4 separate regions of the Mus musculus genome follow, and regions 2, 3 and 4 are each linked to region 1. Evidence: chromatin contacts called from public Hi-C and promoter capture Hi-C data. All regions are on one chromosome and are shown on one strand. Each heading gives the region's core, a stretch centred on a gene start, on an enhancer-like site or on the middle of the called end of the contact. The rest is flanking DNA. Distances are from core to core; before and after follow the strand shown. Region 1 has its middle 10 kb from the start of Gm19723. Region 2 overlaps Bbx (bobby sox HMG box containing). Region 3 has its middle 7.6 kb from the start of Gm16619. Region 4 overlaps Gm15518 (a long non-coding RNA gene).

Region 1 (3,876 bases), core at 393-2,892:
GGGGTCCAAACACAGCAGAGACACCCCCAGGTAGGGCCGGAGTAACAAGCAGCAAGGATAAATTTAGGATGAGTGGGATAGTGGAGAGCTACACTAAGCAGGAGAATCTTGAAAAGGTTAAAATACTGAGATAAGAGGGTTTTTCTCCCCTTAAAGATGTTTAACTGTAGTATTTCCCTTTGAGTGAGGATTAAGTTGCAAAATGAGAGCAGCTATGCTAATCAGGGTGAGATGAGCAGGGGGCCAGCATTTTGCCCTGGGTTTCTGCACACACAGTCTCTGCTGTAGTCCTGTCAGCCCCAAGACACCCTTAGGATTTATGACCTTGGTGTCAAGCCCAAACGCAGCTAAGGCAACGAAGCCAGCAGGGCCCTGATTCCTGCTAACCTTCAAAACGCTCCCACCAGCCTCCAGGGACCTCAAATGCTTCTCATGGAGCGTAGTGGCTTTCTTACTACAAATAGGAAAGGGGGATTTAAAATGCTACCCAACGCACCAGTATGAGAGTATAAATAATGAATGGCTTCCCAACGGTGCTAGATGGATGGTAAATGGGTTAGGCATAGCAGGAGCTTGCAAACCAGGTCTAGCCAGTTCCTGTCTCACTCTCTGATTGCTGCAGATTGCTGGCACACCATTCAACCCACTGTGGTAGGTTTTAGTCCTTTCTGTCCCTTTAAATCATCTATGGAGTAATGTGTGCTGTAGATAAGAAGTAATGTAGATAAGTTGCCGACACTTGGGCCTCAACCAAGACTTGTGAGATCAAGGTCAGTGAGAGAGGAGGGAGGAAGCAGCCATAGCTTTTCCATGGCAGCTCCCCTTAGGAACCCTGAGTTGTTAGGCTCTGCTGCTGGGCAGCTAAAACCTGGGTGATTATATGTCACAACAGCTGATGCACAGACTCTTTAAGTAGGCAGATGACTATGCCTGACTTGGGGTGCTGTTAGAATTCAATGAAATAATATATGAAGCACTGTGCCACATACATTAGTAAATGTTTAATAAATAGAGGGTCTTTTTAAAAACAATTATCATCCTTGTTATTACAGGATGGTCACATTGAAATCCACCAACATCTTGCAGGCAGGACAACGTGTACCTCAAAGATTTTGTGGCTGGGTTGGTGTCACTCCAATGGTAGCATTGCCTGATTACAGAAGACGGTTGGTTCAGACTCCGTCCATATCCCCCACTATATGAAGTCTTAGCTAGGGTTACCCTTAGAGATTCTCGGGAGTTCTCATTGTACTAGGTTTCTACCTCACCCCTGAAATGCTCTCCAGTTCCACTCATCTCTCTTAGTACTCTCTCCTCCCACCTAATCCCTCCTGTTCCCATCCCCACCCAACCCTAGTCTATCTGCAAAATCCATTCTATTTACCCTCCCCAGGAAGAGCCATGCATCCCCGCCTTGAGCTGTCTCTGTTACTTAGTCTCTGTGGGCCTGTACTGTATCACCATTAGCCCTTACTTTACAGCTAATGTCCATTTATAAGTGAGTAAGTACATGTTTGTTTTTCTGGGTCTGAGTTTCACCCTTAGCTCTGGGAAAGGAAGTCCAAAAAGGGAGTAGCCTTTCTGAGTGGGGTTCTCAGAAGCAGAAGGGAAACTTTGAAGGAAAAAAAAAAAAAAAAAACCCCAGCCAACCAAACTACTCATTATTCAGCTTTGCAAATGTGTTGCTGCTCTGGCTGCTGCTGGCACTGTGCTGGAATTAAATTAGAGGAGACAGTTCATTTATAAAACGCCTGTGATGGGCAGGCTCTGCACAGTCCTCTAAAGTGACTGCCGAAAGGGTTATACAAAAGCACAAGAGGACACAGGTCGTGCGGGAGATCCCAGGTCTATGGGGAACCCCTGTCCTTCGCTAAGGAAAGGCAGAGTCAACAGCTGTGGACTTGACCTTCCTCTCTCTCTCTCTCTCATTGGCATGCTGTTTTTACTAAATCAGTCTTCTCTGTGAAATAGGACAGACCTACCACCCACCAGTCATTATCTGTTTGGACAACAGCACACAGCACCTCTCTGACCTTCAGGAACCTCTTTCTCAAATCTAGACTAATATTAAGACCTTTGAAGTCTGCTTCTTCAACGAGGGGCTCATTTAATGTTTGAACTAAAGTCAATAAAATGAGACCAAAGTCCTACGACAGCCCCCATGCCCTCCCCTTAATGGAAACTCCAAAAACACTAGCTTCCAACTGGGACCAGACTTTGAGTCTCTGTTTCCGTGTCAGAGGGATCTGTCAGTGGGGACAACAGTACAGGGGGTTTCATTCCACAAAGCTGTTAAAGAAGAGTCTGCTGGGTTTCCCCTGTAGGTGAAAGCCTGTGGTGTGTATGTTCATGTGTGTAGATGTTTATCCACATGTACACACGTGTGTGCTGAGGCCAGAGGGCAACCTTGATTGTTCCTTCAGTGCCAACAATCTTGGATTGTTCCCTCTCTCTCTCTCTTTCTCTCTTTCTCTCTCTCTCTCTCTCTCTCTCTCTCTCTCTCTCTCTCTCTCTTTCTCTCCCCTTACGTGTGTGTATGGGTGCATGTGTGTGTGTGTGTGTGTGTGTGTGTGTGTGTGTACCTGTGCATTTGATTGTGGAGGCCAGAGACAAATCTCAGAATTTGTCCTTTGCCCATTCTGCACTTTGTGTTTTGAAACAGGATCTCTTGGCTTACCTTACCCACCTTGGGGGTTACATTTGCTCATAGTCTCATAGTCATATTTAGTGGGTGCTGGAGATATGAATCCCGCTCCTCATGCATGCATGACAAGTACTTTAACAACTGAAGCATCACTTCAGGCTCAACTCCCCTCCCCGCACCTTGCTTTTGAGATGGGGTATCTCACTGACTCGGACCACTGGATAGGCCAGGCTGGCTGCCTACCCACTAGGTTCAGGAATCCTTTTACCCATAACTCCCCAGTGCTGGGGTCACAAGTACATGACACGATACTCAGCTGTTTTTTTTTTTTCATAGGTTCTAGAGGATGGAACTCAGGTTCTCATGATTGCAAACACTCCATTAACAGAGCTTTCACCCCCAATACATGAGAGCCTAGAACTCCTCAGTTCCCTAAGGACTATTCAAATAATAGGACGGAAACTGGTTTGGGTTGCTTTTCTGTTGCTGTGTTACAATATTGTAAGCAAGGCAACTTATAAAACACAGCTTTCTTTGGAGGCTTACAGCTTCAGAGGAAGAACTCGTGATCATCGTGCACACAGGAAGCACTTCCTGTAATGGCTGCTCACTAGGCGATTACTAGGAATTAATGCAGCCGAGAAGATAATCAATAGATGGCCCACTGAGAGTGGTCCACTAAAGTAGAGCTGCTCTTCAGGTGCGATAAATAGTGCGTTTAGAGTGTTCAGTACCATAATAAAGGTTGTAATTAAGTGAGTGAACTTGGCATCTTAATAACTACATGCTTGAAAAGATTTAAACTTCAAACTGAGACTCGGGGTAACACTCATAATCCCCCGGATGGGCTTTCTTTCTAGAGGAGAGGATATTATGTTGGCGGACTCTTCTCCTGAGGAGCCGACAGAGCAGATCTCTCCCCAGATCTTTATGATGTTCAAAGGAAGAGGTGACTTTGAGTGCTGCCACCGTGTCTTTTGTTCTCCGTGTTTCCTGCTACCTTAATTAGTATTATATTCCTAGTGGAAGAAGAAGGCAGGAGCAGGAGCTAGAAGAAAAACCAGGGGAACACTAGGCAGGGATCTGATTGCCCCAGTAGTATGCAAATCACTTACCAATATACAAAGAGCTTTGAGAGAATACAGTGGGCCTTCCCATAGCAAATCTTTTCCATGCTGCGACTCGTTATTAGAAATAGAAGGGGTTTCTACAATCATTTGTGCTTCTTCCCT
Region 2 (4,199 bases), core at 554-3,053, 240 kb after region 1:
AAAAGAGCAAGAGAAAAATCTAGTAAGAACAGCTCTAAGTGTGTGAAACTCACTGCTGGTATAAATACTCCTCTAAGTCTAATTGAAAATTTTAATCTAGCTCTATAGTGATTTTAGATATAGCCTTGACAAAAGAGGACTACAAATTAGAGATTTTTTTTTTTTGCCCTGGAAATCATAGATATCTGAAATGAAGAGGTTGATTCATACTCCAAACACATAGGAAAATTACTACAATTCCACCAAAATAGAGTATGGACTTCTTTTTGGCCGTGTATCAGTATCTCAGTACTGCAACACAAATGGCTGTGTGGGGACAGGCTTAAGGCAGCAATTACTGGTTTCACAGCACTGCCTCAAAACACCCGGTAAGCATGCCTCTAAGCACTATCGAAAGTATGGACTCCACAATCAGAGAAAAGGCCTTCTTATAATTTAGACCTAGTCCCAGGTTCAAGAGCAGAATAGCTTTCATCATAGGTACTCAGGCTTAGACTACTGGTTCTTTGCTTCTTAGCTTAGCATGGGCCAATGGAAATATATATGTAAGCTCTTTAAATATAAAAGCTTTAATAAAAAAATTTGCTACAATTTAGTTAGGAATAATTCAAGTAAGTTTAATGACTAGATAGCCTTAAAACTCAAAGCTTCAGACAAGGTGAAAGAAGCCCAACCTGGATTTGCAATGAACATCAAATAATGTCTGTTGCACTTTCATAAGCCTCAGCTTTGCTTATCCCTCCTGTCACTCTGGAGGGATTTCTGCTCAACTCCCCAGTGCCACTGCTACTTCACAGGTGGGGATCCCCAAAACATACTCATTTCCCTTTGCTAAAAAAAATCTAAAACGTGTGGTAAGAAGTGCAAAGCACAGGGTCCAACGGTGAAAAGAAAATTGTGTTAGGAAAAGAAAAGGCCAAGTGGTTTGTGAAACATCATCTGACTTCCTGAGATAACAAGATTTCAGAGAATCCAGCCACAGACACAAGGACTCATCTCCTCTTGAACTGCAGTTTACTAACTGTGGGACCATGTGTTTCTACATACAGATGTGAACTGGGCTGGGTTAACTCTAAAGAAGACACTCAGACCTAAAAGGGTAGTTTCGCCACATAGCCTACACTAACAGTTTTATAGAAAATAATGGTGTTGAGAAGAAGAAGCATCTTTGTCAGTCCAGGGTCCCAATTAGGAGGGACACTTGTGGATTAGCATTGTTTTAACTTATTGATTTTCACTGGTGAGCCCTGAGGTAACAGCATTCTACTAAGTATTGCTCTTTTGAAAGTCTCTTCAGATGACCCTGATAAAGACACATTAGAGACCAAAGGCATGGCTGCTAAAGGCCAGGTACAGGAGGAGAATTCAGGTCCACATGCAGACAGGAGTAACAGTCAAGTTCTAGATGTCAGCTTATTAGGAGAAAGCAAAGAAGTAACAAGTTACAGACTAGGTGCAAGGCAATGTATAATATAGTCCCATGGGAACTCTGTGTCAGCGCCCCCGAATGAACTTACACAGCTAAATCTATTATTGTTATTATCATTTCACCTAAACCTAGTATCAGATCTAGAAGAAATCATAGACCCTGCAGATTATTCATACCTGACAAAGGTATGGAATAAGAGCTAAGACCGTGTTAGAGAGGTAATGAATGGAGAGCTAAAGGTCTCACTTGCCCCACACTTTGCCTTGATATTAAATCCAGAAAACACAGCTATGCACAGAGGCCTATGTACAGGGTCACCCCCTCAGGGACAATCTACTAAGATGGAAGACCTGAGGACAGTAAGGGTGAGTCAAATACATAGTCCTCTGTGACAAAACAGTACTCAGCCACACCAACCAAAGCAAAGTAAGTGAGAGGCAGGGCATGTGGGGCACAAACTCAAACAGCTCGGGAGGAAATCAAGCCTTTCTTCCCCCACTCAAACAAGCGGATGTGTGAGGAAAGAAAGACTTTGCCATCCAAAGCACATTAGTCACTTCTCTTTAGACTTTTAATTGAACACACAAAATTCCTCAGGCACTGGAACAAGTCCACAGGGCTGGCTTTCACACTCGACAATAACCATAGCACACGTGAAGTGCATCATCTGAGGGTGATAATGCCAGCTTACTCCTGGAGCCACATTAAGACGGTGGCAGAAAGAGACGGCTTTGTTTTCCAAAGTGCTCCCCAAATGTGGAAGAGTATTCTTTGGGAAAACAGCACTGTACTTGGACTGCACCCCACGAGGCTACTAGAATCGGGAATTTACATTCCAACTGGGAAATTCAGTTGCATTGAAATCATTATGGCTGTATTTGAAATCTCATTGCCTTTGGTTGGTCTCCCGTGAACTAAAACAAGTCAGATGCTGAATGAAAAGAGAAAGGAATGAAGGAGCCAGATTTATGATTCTGGGAGACTTTGCTGGAGTTATAGAGCTACAGTTCCAAACATGGGAAACAGATCCAGTTAGGGCTGTATGGATCACATTTAAAGATCTCCCTGTACAAACAGGCTGCCTGCCATTAATTCCTGGAACTATATTACAAATTGCAAAGAAACTACTCTGATGGAGATTTTGAACATATCCCTGGCTAGCTTGGCACTTATTAGATAGACCAGGCTTCCCTAAAGTTCAAGGCAACCCCCTCCCACCTTAGTCTCCAGGATGCTAGGATTACAGCAAACCCAATGAGGGCTAAAAGTTGACAGATCTGCTTGGAAAAATGAAACAGTAATGTCCAAAGTGCTTAAGTAGAAAGAATTCTGTTTTTTTCTGTCTTTATCGTTTAATTGACCTACATTTTTTTTTTAAATCAGGTGTTTGGGGCTAATAACTGTCCTTAATTCAATGGGGTCACAATCAAAATTTTAAAACCTCACAAAAAGAAAAGCCCTCTAAGTGTCATTAAGTACTAACTATCATCATACCACCATTGTGGAGTTAAAAATCTTTAGTCACCACATTCCATGGAAAGACAAACTGACTACGGTAGGTCTTCTCAGTTGACAAGAAAAATCTTGCCGATTCTAGGCGGTGGACACGTTCCCCTTCTTTCTGACACATTCTAAAAGTACCTTGTACTGTGGTTTCATCCTGTCTTTCTATATTTACGCCCCGCAAAGCAAAGTTTCACAAAGTTTAACAGACAGTGATGTGGCCATAGGTATAAGAAAGGATGAGACAGGGCCCGGGTAGTACAGTATTACCACCTGAATAACTGAGTACTGGGAATGGCATCAGAGTCAATAACTAGCGAGTCACTGGAAACGACGAGTGATTTTCTGATGCTCAAATTGAGTTCCATCTTTCTGGCTATGTATGAATTTATGTTCTCTTGTAAGTAAAGGATTCACACTTTTCAGAGCTGGGTCTTCAAAGTTTTGCTCAATATATGTCAACAATATTTAAGTAATTAAGTCTCATCAATAACAACTCCATTTCTACTAACATCTGGGGACTGCATGGCAGATTCAAAACTGGGTGCCTTGCCTACCTCCACCCAAGGCAGAACAGTAAAGCTGCTGGCATGCTGCTTCCAGCATCCCAGACCCCATTAGACACCAGAGAAAAAGCTTCGTGTGTTAGGAGAGACATGGAACTTAAAGTTCATGTATTACCATGTAGGTCATCCCGAAGCTCTGTACATGGATTTTGTACACATATTGAGGAAATTATAGTGAGGTCTAGCTATGTGTCCTACAGTGCTCATTAGTGGCAGGTTTGAGAACACAGATCTCTCGAACTCATGTCAAGTGAGTTTTCCACATCACTCTATACATGCACTCTGCATTTCTGCAGGGTCAAATGTATTTTAAAAAAACATTTCAAGTGGGTGTGTGCGGGGTGGTAGATTCAGTCACCAAGAGAGCACAGTCTAGTATTAAGCATATTGCTGGCTAGCCCAGAAAACACCACAGAGCCGCAGGCCATAGGTTACTTAATTTGTAGTACTCCTACTTCTGCCTTCTGAATGTTTGAATTACAGAGGTGCACTACTACACTTGACCCAATTCATTCATTTGTAGTGGGTGCTTCACTAGGTATAGGTTCCATTTTGTTGATACAAAGAGAATACAACTTGCATACAGAATTATAAGCTGGAATATTTCAAAGGTACCATTGACTTTTCAAATGAATTAACTGTCCCTTCTACAAAGTCTCATGTAGCCCAACTGGGCCTCAAGCTCACTGAACAGTTGAGGG
Region 3 (4,232 bases), core at 639-3,138, 170 kb before region 1:
CTAAATAAGAAAACTCCCTCCAGCCTTGTTTACCGAGATGGAGCTTATGGAACAATTTTTCTCAATTGAGGCTCCCTTCTTTCAGATGACTCTCGCTGTGTCAAGCTGACATGAAAGCAGGCTGCACAGTGTATGTGTGAAGCATGTACTGAAAGAGAGTTACCGTTAAGAGGTTTTGACTGGTTTTATGCACTATGTTATTTGTAGTATACCACTTCCGTAGATAGTTATCAACTGAAGCACTGGAAAAGCCAAGAGAGAAGCCAAAGAGAGAAAAAGATAGAGGAAGTGATAAAAAGGAAGAAAAAAACAAGGGTGGGGACAGAAAGTGACTGAAGGGAATTTACTTAGCAACACAGACCTTAGCTACACTTACACTGCTGACCTCTGTTACGGAGAGACGCTCTGCACAAACTGCAAACCTCACTAGGAATTCCCCAGGACTCCTTGGGAGTGGTCAACAGCATCCTCTTTGGTAGAGGACAGGTTTCCTTTCCTTCTTGTGTTAACCCACAAGCCTACCCTCCATGCTCTGGAAGGCTGAGTTTTTATCCACTCGTATTCTAATCTACTTCCTCCAAGTTCACCTAACTCTCTGAGCCCTACCACTGTCCTTACAGTGGGATAGTACCTATAGTACACTGAGCCAAAACTCCTATATTTTGTATTCCTAAGGTACCACTGAAATGCTTTTCTCTGGCTTTTCCTTCTTGAAGACTTGGGCGATGGTTGTGGCCATGGGGATATTTTATTTTTGTTTCTGTTTTATGCACCATTTTTGGTAAAAAGTATTATTTCAACTTATAAAGCACAGACCCTGTCACTGGATAAAACAGAGACGCCAGAGCGCTTGAGGAATATTTTCTGTGTATTGAAAGTGCTTATGTCCAGAACAGATCAAGGTTATGTTCCTTAATCATCTACCTCTGATGCTGAGAGAACTTCAGACACACTTAAGGGATTCTTGGAATCTCTTATTTTCGAGCAGTAATTTCAGAAGTCCATCAGCAAGACTTTTGAGGCTTCTAAAATAACTAAGTAGGAGACATCAGGAAACGCCATCTGGCCTTTAATTGCTATCTGGCTTTCTCCTAACCCATCATATTCCTATAGTTCCTGAGATCTTTAACATTGTTCTCATGTTTTTCAAAAGTATTTACTAAGATCCTTTCAGCAATCGATCAAAGAGCTAACCATCGTGAATTAGTGTATAATGGTATGTGTACATTAATACACATGAGGCTGCACACAGGGCTCACCACTGAACTAGAAGAGGGGACAGTTTCCCAAGTGATCTCATTGACGGGTGGCAAGTGCCTGACAGGATACACTCACCGGCCAGCTTTGGTGGCAGCCTCTAACCCAGGAGATGGGGTGGGGTGGGGTGGGGGGGGTTGTGAATCTTCCTAGAGGAACAAATATTTTCCATCAATCTCATCTTGGGTTTATTTATCTTTTAAAAAATAAATACCATTTTCAAGAAATGCTATTAGAAGACAGGAACTCTAGAAATATTAGCACACATTAATGTCCATAAGTCAAGGTCCTGAGTTAAGTAAATATTAGAATCATTACTTTCTAGATGGCACCAAGAGAAAGAGAGAAATCATACCGGGGGCTCTGTTTAAAGAGCAGGGAGCTATTTCTGTGGGGTAGGTTTATCAGGAGAGGTGACGTGCCTGGTGGTGCAGACAGGTCAAAGCACAGAAACAACACACAGGGCACAACCTACATTACAGTTTTGCCTAAAGCCTGAGCTAATCTTGAGCTCTGCTTTACCCTCCCACTCAGCAGGGAAAATGCCCAGCTGGGCTTCCAGAGTGGAAGTGAAGTGTAAGGAGGAAGTGGCTTTTAAAACTCTGACGAAGTGTCTACAGTTGTTGTGTGCCAAAACGAGTTTGCCTGGAAATTTTCCCATTCTGACGTCCTTCGGGTTGTCTCTTGGACCCTTCCGTATCGTAGCTCTTGTGTGACTGAAACCTCTGCATAAAAGTTCGTTATCCTATGCTTGGCAGGAGCATGTGCCAGCACCCGTGTGTCCTCCTTCCCACAATGCTTCACAAGAACCAGTAAACGAGTCCTCTATTTATGATCTACAAGCTTTCAACTAAAAACCACCACAGTGTAATTATATAGGCACTTGGAGATGTAATACACGACCTGTAACCCCAACCTTAGCCTGTGCCCCCTTCTTTTTTGATCCAATTTGAAACTTTTGTGAAGTGATTGACTGCAAAGGTGCCCTCTATTAAGCAAGTTCTAGAAGGTGTTTTCTGCAAAATGAAATGTGTTCCCATTTAAGCTATCCCTAATAGGAATTTTGCTTCTACTCACCCTCCTGCTGTGAGTGAGGCTACACGCCTATGAGTCAGGACCCTCTCTCTCCCACCTTCCAGGAAATCCAACTTAGAGTTGGCAGTTCTGCTCTACACAACAAAGACCTGTATTATTGCGTCTCAGTGTGAAACTGTGGAAAGATTTCAATATCACCTCACAGTTTGGACAGCATTCACTTTAACCCACCAATAAACCTGTGAAGACAGAAGACTGGTTACATATGTCATTCTGTTTACCAACTTTACTCTATGGATTAATGTCTTTAAAATTGAATCCATTGTCTTTAAATAAAACTGAATCCATCAGTGAAAAAGAAACATTACATGGGCCAGCAATGATGCTGAAATACCTATTACTGCTTTCTGTAGCATTCACCATCAATGCTTTCCTAGCCTTGGAAATCCTTGTTTGAGAAGAATTTTCTAAGCATCCTTAACCCCATTAGGTCCAATAAGGAAGGCCAAGAGCGGTGAGATGTTAAAGGTCCTTGTTGAATGCAAGGTTACCATGGAAAACAAGATTTTAAAAATGAAAGTGAAAAGTGAGGGATAGATTAGTGAGTGCACACTTGCTTTTAGAGCAAGTGGGAAGACTTGAGTTCAAATACTCAGAACCGTGCGAGGCTACAAGTGATAGCATCGATCTGTAATCCTCGCACATCAATGTGCTGACGTAGGAGTGGAGAAGCCCCTCCCTGAAGCTTGCAGGCCAGCTAGCTGGTATTTACAGTGGGGAACAACAAAAAGAGACACCCTGTCTCGAAAAAAGGTGGAAGAAGAGGCTACTGAAGAGGTGCTCACTGTCCTCTCGTAGCACGCCAGTCCCCTGCACACACACACACACACACACACACACACACACACACACACACACACAGTCCAAAGTGGTGAGAAAGAAGAGTTGTTGCCTGTGAATGGAGAATGAATCATCTAATAGAATGATTCTGAAAGACTAATAGCAAAGCATCCAACACACAAGCATGGCACTCCTGGGCTAACGGATAGTACCAGCCAGAGGATGATGGAGACACTGGAAAACTTTTGGACAGTTGTGTATCTAGACACTTCGTGGGTACCAGCTTCAAATTAATTCCAGGAGGGCTTAATCCCTAGGGAAGGCAGTCACCTGCCTCCATAAATTTCCATTACAGACAAATGAGAATGGTTTGGGGGCTTGGAGGTTTTATACATATTCAGAAGAAATAGACTTTCCGTATCTTCAGTATGCTAAATATCCTTCTATAACCTCTAGACACATATAGTACAGAATATATATGAACAAGAACAGTAGCCATGAGTAAAAGCTTTGAAAACTGATTCAGGCTCCTGCTCCTGGAAGTACATTTAGGGGAACCAATGTACTTGGCACTTTTGGAATTTCCAATAAATGGCCCCACTTAACAGCTAGTTTTAAAGAGACTCTAGTGTTAGTATTCTGGTCTGATGAGGAAACGTGTCCTGGGCTTTCCCCAATAGAAGCACAATGAAAACTCAATTCAAACCACTGCTTTCTTCGAACATATCCTGATGATACAGTTTATATAGACCCAAAACGTAAACACACCACACCACACACACACACACACACACACACACACTATCCTTCCTTCAGCTATATGAAGCTAATGTTAGGAGACAATATCTTGAGTTTTTGTATAGATGAAGCGCTTCTGTCTAGTAGTTTTCCATGTGCAGCTAAAGATCATGGTGCCTAAACTGAGCATGTTATTAATTTTTGTACTCAATGAAAAAGATCATGTAGCATGAAAAGGCTGTTCATCTTGGTATGTGACTCACTTAAAGACCTGGAAATGATTCAGAATGTCCATAAATTGTAGTAAATGTGTGGCGTATTTTGAGCGTTGTCAAGTGTGGGATGAAGATTTCAGTTTCTGC
Region 4 (4,170 bases), core at 1,528-4,027, 200 kb before region 1:
TTCGTGCTGTTTCTCTTCTCCAGCTCCTTTGGTGAAGATTAAGCAGAGCTTAACCAAGCTGAAGCAAGAAACTGTTCAGATGGACATTAGAATCGGTGTGGTGGAGCACACGCTACTTCAGTCAAAACTCAAGGAGAAGTGCAACATGACCAGGGACATGCATGCAGCTGTCACCCCAGAGTCAGCAATTGGCTTCTATTAAACACGTGGGCTTCCATGCTTCTGATTATTTCGTTTTTATATCAAATGATTTTTTAATGTTGCATTGATTTCCAAACACAATTTATACTTCTTCAAGCATATTCAGTGGGTATTTTTGCACATGTGTTAATATCATGGTGATTATGATGGCCAAAGCCTGTACAATGAATATAGTATTTAATAAAGTACTTAAAATTATCATGTTCAGAGAAGTGTTCACTGGCATTACCAATGGCATACTGCTGCCTGGTGGCTCATTAGTATTTTTTGTCTAAGTGACACATGGATCATGTGTATCCTGTGACCCTCTGGACTACTGACAGAGGACTGGTACCTCTGAGGATGCCCAGAGCTGGTACCATTCTACAGTGACCACTAGTACTTACATATTAGAGAAGCTAAGAATAGGAGTTAGAGTTCTTCGTAGGAAGCCAAACTTTCTTGCCTCATCTCTAGAGTTGATATTACCACCTCCTTAACTGTAAAAACAAGAAAGTTCAGTATCCACGTTAACAGGTGAAATCTAGTATTTGAAATAGTAGCTCTGCCATATTTGGCTCAGCTACTGTAACGAGGGAAACGATGCCTATGCCTGTGTCTGCAACCTATGCATTCACATGGAGTCAGCTCTGCAAACATGGTTCTGTAGAAGCCACCATGATGAATCCCATGGTCACCCTCTGGTAGTGACAGTCCTTTATTAGGCACCCTACTCAGCAATTTTTCTAGACTATGATTTCTAAGTCAGCCACATAAGCATTATTGAAGAGTAGCTTTTCTGGGCTGGGGGTCTGGGTCAGTTAGCACAGTTCTTGTCTGACAGGCAGGCTCTGGATTTGATCCTCAGCACTATAGAAACAAGTTGGTGATGCACACCTATGATGTAGCTCTCCAGGTGAAGCAGGGGACTGAAGTTCAAACTCATGGACCGGCAAGATGACTCAGTGGGTAAAGGCTCTTGCTACTAAGTCTAATAACTGGGGTTTTATCCCCAGCTCCAGTGGTTTGTACACATGTGTACACCTAGACACAAGTGTGCACACATAGACACACACACACAATAGGTAGGTAGATAGACAGAGAGACAGACAGATACCCTTCATTAGTTTGAAGAAGTAAAAATCACTTCATAGTAAATTTTGACTTAAAAATGCTTACGTTTATTTTTATGTTTAGGAAAAACATATTAAAATATAATTTTAAATCCTAGTACCTTTCTTCCCTAAATTTTTCTTTTTCTTGGCTCTTACTTTCTAGATATATAACACATTTATACACAGACACCTTTGGTGTTCACTAAAACTCCCAATTAGTTTAGATAAGAGAAAAGTTGATTTCTATCATAAACTACCACCCAAGACAATGGCAGTCAATACAATGGCAAGTAAGACAGTTCATTTAATCTATAAAAGGGAGTAATCCACAGTGGGATGATAGGCAATATGGAGCTCCTCTGCTGTGCTCAGTGCAATAGCCAAATAGAAAATGTGAAACAACTTCTTTGCCTAGGTTCTGTTGTAGCTGTGGATGCCAGAGGTCAACATGTGTCATTTTTGAGATAAGGTTTCTCACATGGATGTCACCAATAGCTTCATTGACCAGCGAGTTCTAGGGATCTCCCTCCCTCCTCCTCTATCTCCCAGTGCTGGGTTCGCAAGCACATTTGACCACAGCAGGCTTTGTAGTGGGTGCTGGGGATCTTCCTACTGCACGGCAAGCCGTTTACCTACAGAACCACCCCCCTTCCCCATTCCCTAATTATATGCTCTGCAAGGGTCTAGAGCATTGGTTCTCAACCTGTGAGTCAGGCCCCCATTTGAAGGTCACCTAAGACCATTGGAAAACAACAGATACTTACAGTCTGTAACAATAGCAAAATTATAGTTACAAAGTAGCAATGAAAATAATCTTACAGTTGGGGGTTACTACAACATGAGGGACTGTACTAAAGGATCACAGCATTGGGAAGGTGGAGAACCACTGGTCTAGAGGCAGGGACTACCCAACTACAAGTCTGTGCAATGCCTAGAATTCAAACATTGATATCTAAATTATCTTCTTAGAATTTTTTTAAACAAATGAAACCAACGCATTCCTTTTAGAGAACTGATTCCTAAACTGGGAAGGAAAGTATATATGTACCAAAAATGTCTGGCTCTGCCATAAAGTACTCAAAGTATGTTGGGGAAATATCCAATGAACAGCCAGATACAGAGACAAGTTGAGCATCATAATAATGAACTGTATAACCACAGGCCCATATAGATACGACTCCTTACAATAGGATGTCTGATGTGTGACAACGTGGATGCTGCACTTAGAAAAACACCAGCTGCAGGTACCATGCTAGCTAATTGGAGGGAGAATCATCAGTGAATGCCGAAACGACTAGGGGGAAGCTCGATGAGAAATGGGGTGACTGCATGGTTTCATTGTAGAAAAAGTAACCCACAAAGAGAGAAAACTGTCAATATACACTGGAAAATCCGGTACATACCACTTACATTAAGTTGATCAAAGTTAACATCACCAGTCTTGGACAACTACCGTTTACCACCTGAAGAGGGCACACAGTTGTTGGTCATACTGGAGATGCATAGCCTGAATATAATAACAAAATGACAGCCACGTCCCAGTTGAGAGGCTTGTACAAACAGCCTGTGTGCTTCAAAAGTGACTAGATGAGGTACAAGGACCAAGGAATTGTCCCTGACTATAGGGGAGAGCAGAAGCATGACACCTGAACACAGCACTGCTCTAGATTGGACCCTGGATCAGTAAGGAGATGTAGACTGGTGCTACAAAGTACATTTTAGCACAAAAGGAAAAGGTTGGGTAAGGTCTATACTTTAGAAAATTGCATCTTAATTTCTTAAGTTGGTTTTGAGCCGTGGTAATTGAAAAGAATTTATGTAAAATAGTACACATAATGATTTAGCCATAAAAGGGCATCATGCCAGCAGTGTAAATGGTTCAGGAGACGACTATGTGTGTATTGGGGGGAGGGGGAGCTAGAGTTGTATATAGAAAGATGAAAGTGATAAGTCATGACATAATAGTTCAATCCTGATTACCTTGATTGGATTCTGGCCCACATACAACATGTTCCATTACTATGTACAACTAGCATGTTAATTTAAAAACCTAACAGGCAGTATGGTTTTTGGATGCTATTTCTCAAGTCTCTACCAAGCAGGTGCCTAAGATTATGCTAAATTTAAAAGAATCACCATGACATAATATTGTTAACTAGTCATTAAAAGCTTTCACTAAAAAAAAAAACAATAGAAATTATGATAAATTGTTACCATATTGAGAATCTGGGAAACAGATATGTAGAAATCTGTTGAACTGTTGCAGCTCTCCTGTAAGTCTAAAGTAATAGTTCATACAGGTGACATGCAACTGGGCAGCCTCTCCCCCGAATATACCATTCATTTATTAGAACAATATGATCTTCCGTTGAGATGCTGTAGTTCACCGATAAAACAAAGTTATAATTGTATTCACTGATCAAATTGAACAAATTCTCAATCAATCCAAACAAGGTTTCTCCACCTCCCCCTTTCCCTTTCCCTTAAATTTGCAAGCAGTGCTTAGGTTTTTACTTTTGTGGTTTGTTTTTTAAGAGTATCAGAACCTCTGTTGGAAGGGTTCACAGAGAACATGCCCATGCAAATAGGTATGAGAACCCTATGTCATCTGGTGCTATGCCCCATCCCTTCACGGGTTTCAAGAGAGCCTGTGTGAGAACACGAGACGCCTGTGGATTTGGCTCAGAGCTCCCAGCATGGATGATGAGCAGGCACTCTGTGCTCCCTGAACACAACACAGTATGAAGATGTAGGCTTCCAGATGATCCACTGGCCATCCTAAAATTGGGCCAGACGCTGTTCTTAAAATTTGTGTACAAGTAAGAAAGGTCTTGAGAGGACTAAGAGTGTAGCTCAGTGGCAGAATGCAAGGTTA

What was found. Hi-C and Micro-C count contacts between places; a contact is called where the count stands out from the background. Capture Hi-C pulls out chosen DNA fragments and counts their contacts.
Region 2: a Hi-C map of Th1 cells shows a contact between it and region 1, with 4 times the contacts expected there. The contact joins two enhancer-like sites. A contact is called at or near these places in 1 of 15 datasets of contacts at CTCF or cohesin (CD8 T cells), 1 of 484 Hi-C or Micro-C datasets (Th1 cells) and 2 of 115 datasets of contacts at active chromatin or transcription factors (CD8 T cells and embryonic stem cells).
Region 3: a promoter capture Hi-C map of adipose tissue shows a contact between it and region 1. The contact joins two enhancer-like sites. A contact is called at or near these places in 3 of 484 Hi-C or Micro-C datasets (B cells, Th1 cells and memory CD8 T cells), 2 of 115 datasets of contacts at active chromatin or transcription factors (CD8 T cells and bone marrow-derived macrophages) and 2 of 9 other capture datasets (adipose tissue and liver).
Region 4: a contact with region 1 is called in a Hi-C map of B cells, with 1.6 times the contacts expected there. The contact joins two enhancer-like sites. A contact is called at or near these places in 1 of 15 datasets of contacts at CTCF or cohesin (pro-B cells), 8 of 484 Hi-C or Micro-C datasets (B cells, CD4 T cells, Th1 cells and 4 more), 5 of 115 datasets of contacts at active chromatin or transcription factors (CD8 T cells, bone marrow-derived dendritic cells, bone marrow-derived macrophages and 2 more) and 1 of 9 other capture datasets (liver).

Annotation. Positions count from the first base shown.
Region 1 is chr16:49,964,094-49,967,969 of GRCm38.p6, forward strand. It overlaps Gm5486. Among named protein-coding and RNA genes, the nearest start is that of Gm19723, 10 kb to the left of the region's middle. Within about 2 kb of position 1,643, at least 101 of the 459 cell types and tissues checked have an H3K27ac peak or open chromatin away from gene starts, as enhancers often do. A contact at or near this core is called in B cells, Th1 cells, Th2 cells and 3 more, where this site is marked.
Region 2 is chr16:50,204,153-50,208,351 of GRCm38.p6, forward strand. All of the region lies in intron 14 of Bbx (bobby sox HMG box containing), which reads right to left. Among named protein-coding and RNA genes, the nearest start is that of Gm4827, 130 kb to the left of the region's middle. Within about 2 kb of position 1,804, at least 29 of the 459 cell types and tissues checked have an H3K27ac peak or open chromatin away from gene starts, as enhancers often do. A contact at or near this core is called in Th1 cells, where this site is marked.
Region 3 is chr16:49,790,808-49,795,039 of GRCm38.p6, forward strand. No RefSeq gene overlaps it. Among named protein-coding and RNA genes, the nearest start is that of Gm16619, 7.6 kb to the right of the region's middle. Within about 2 kb of position 1,889, at least 115 of the 459 cell types and tissues checked have an H3K27ac peak or open chromatin away from gene starts, as enhancers often do. A contact at or near this core is called in B cells, Th1 cells, adipose tissue and 1 more, where this site is marked.
Region 4 is chr16:49,763,719-49,767,888 of GRCm38.p6, forward strand. Gm15518 (a long non-coding RNA gene) reads right to left here. Exons shown (of 5, transcript XR_003951928.1): 4 at 588-4,170. It overlaps Ift57 (intraflagellar transport 57), which reads left to right. Exons shown (of 11, transcript NM_028680.3): 11 at 24-1,408. The coding sequence ends at 202. Among named protein-coding and RNA genes, the nearest start is that of Gm15518, 10 kb to the right of the region's middle. Within about 2 kb of position 2,778, at least 42 of the 459 cell types and tissues checked have an H3K27ac peak or open chromatin away from gene starts, as enhancers often do. A contact at or near this core is called in B cells, Th1 cells, Th2 cells and 1 more, where this site is marked.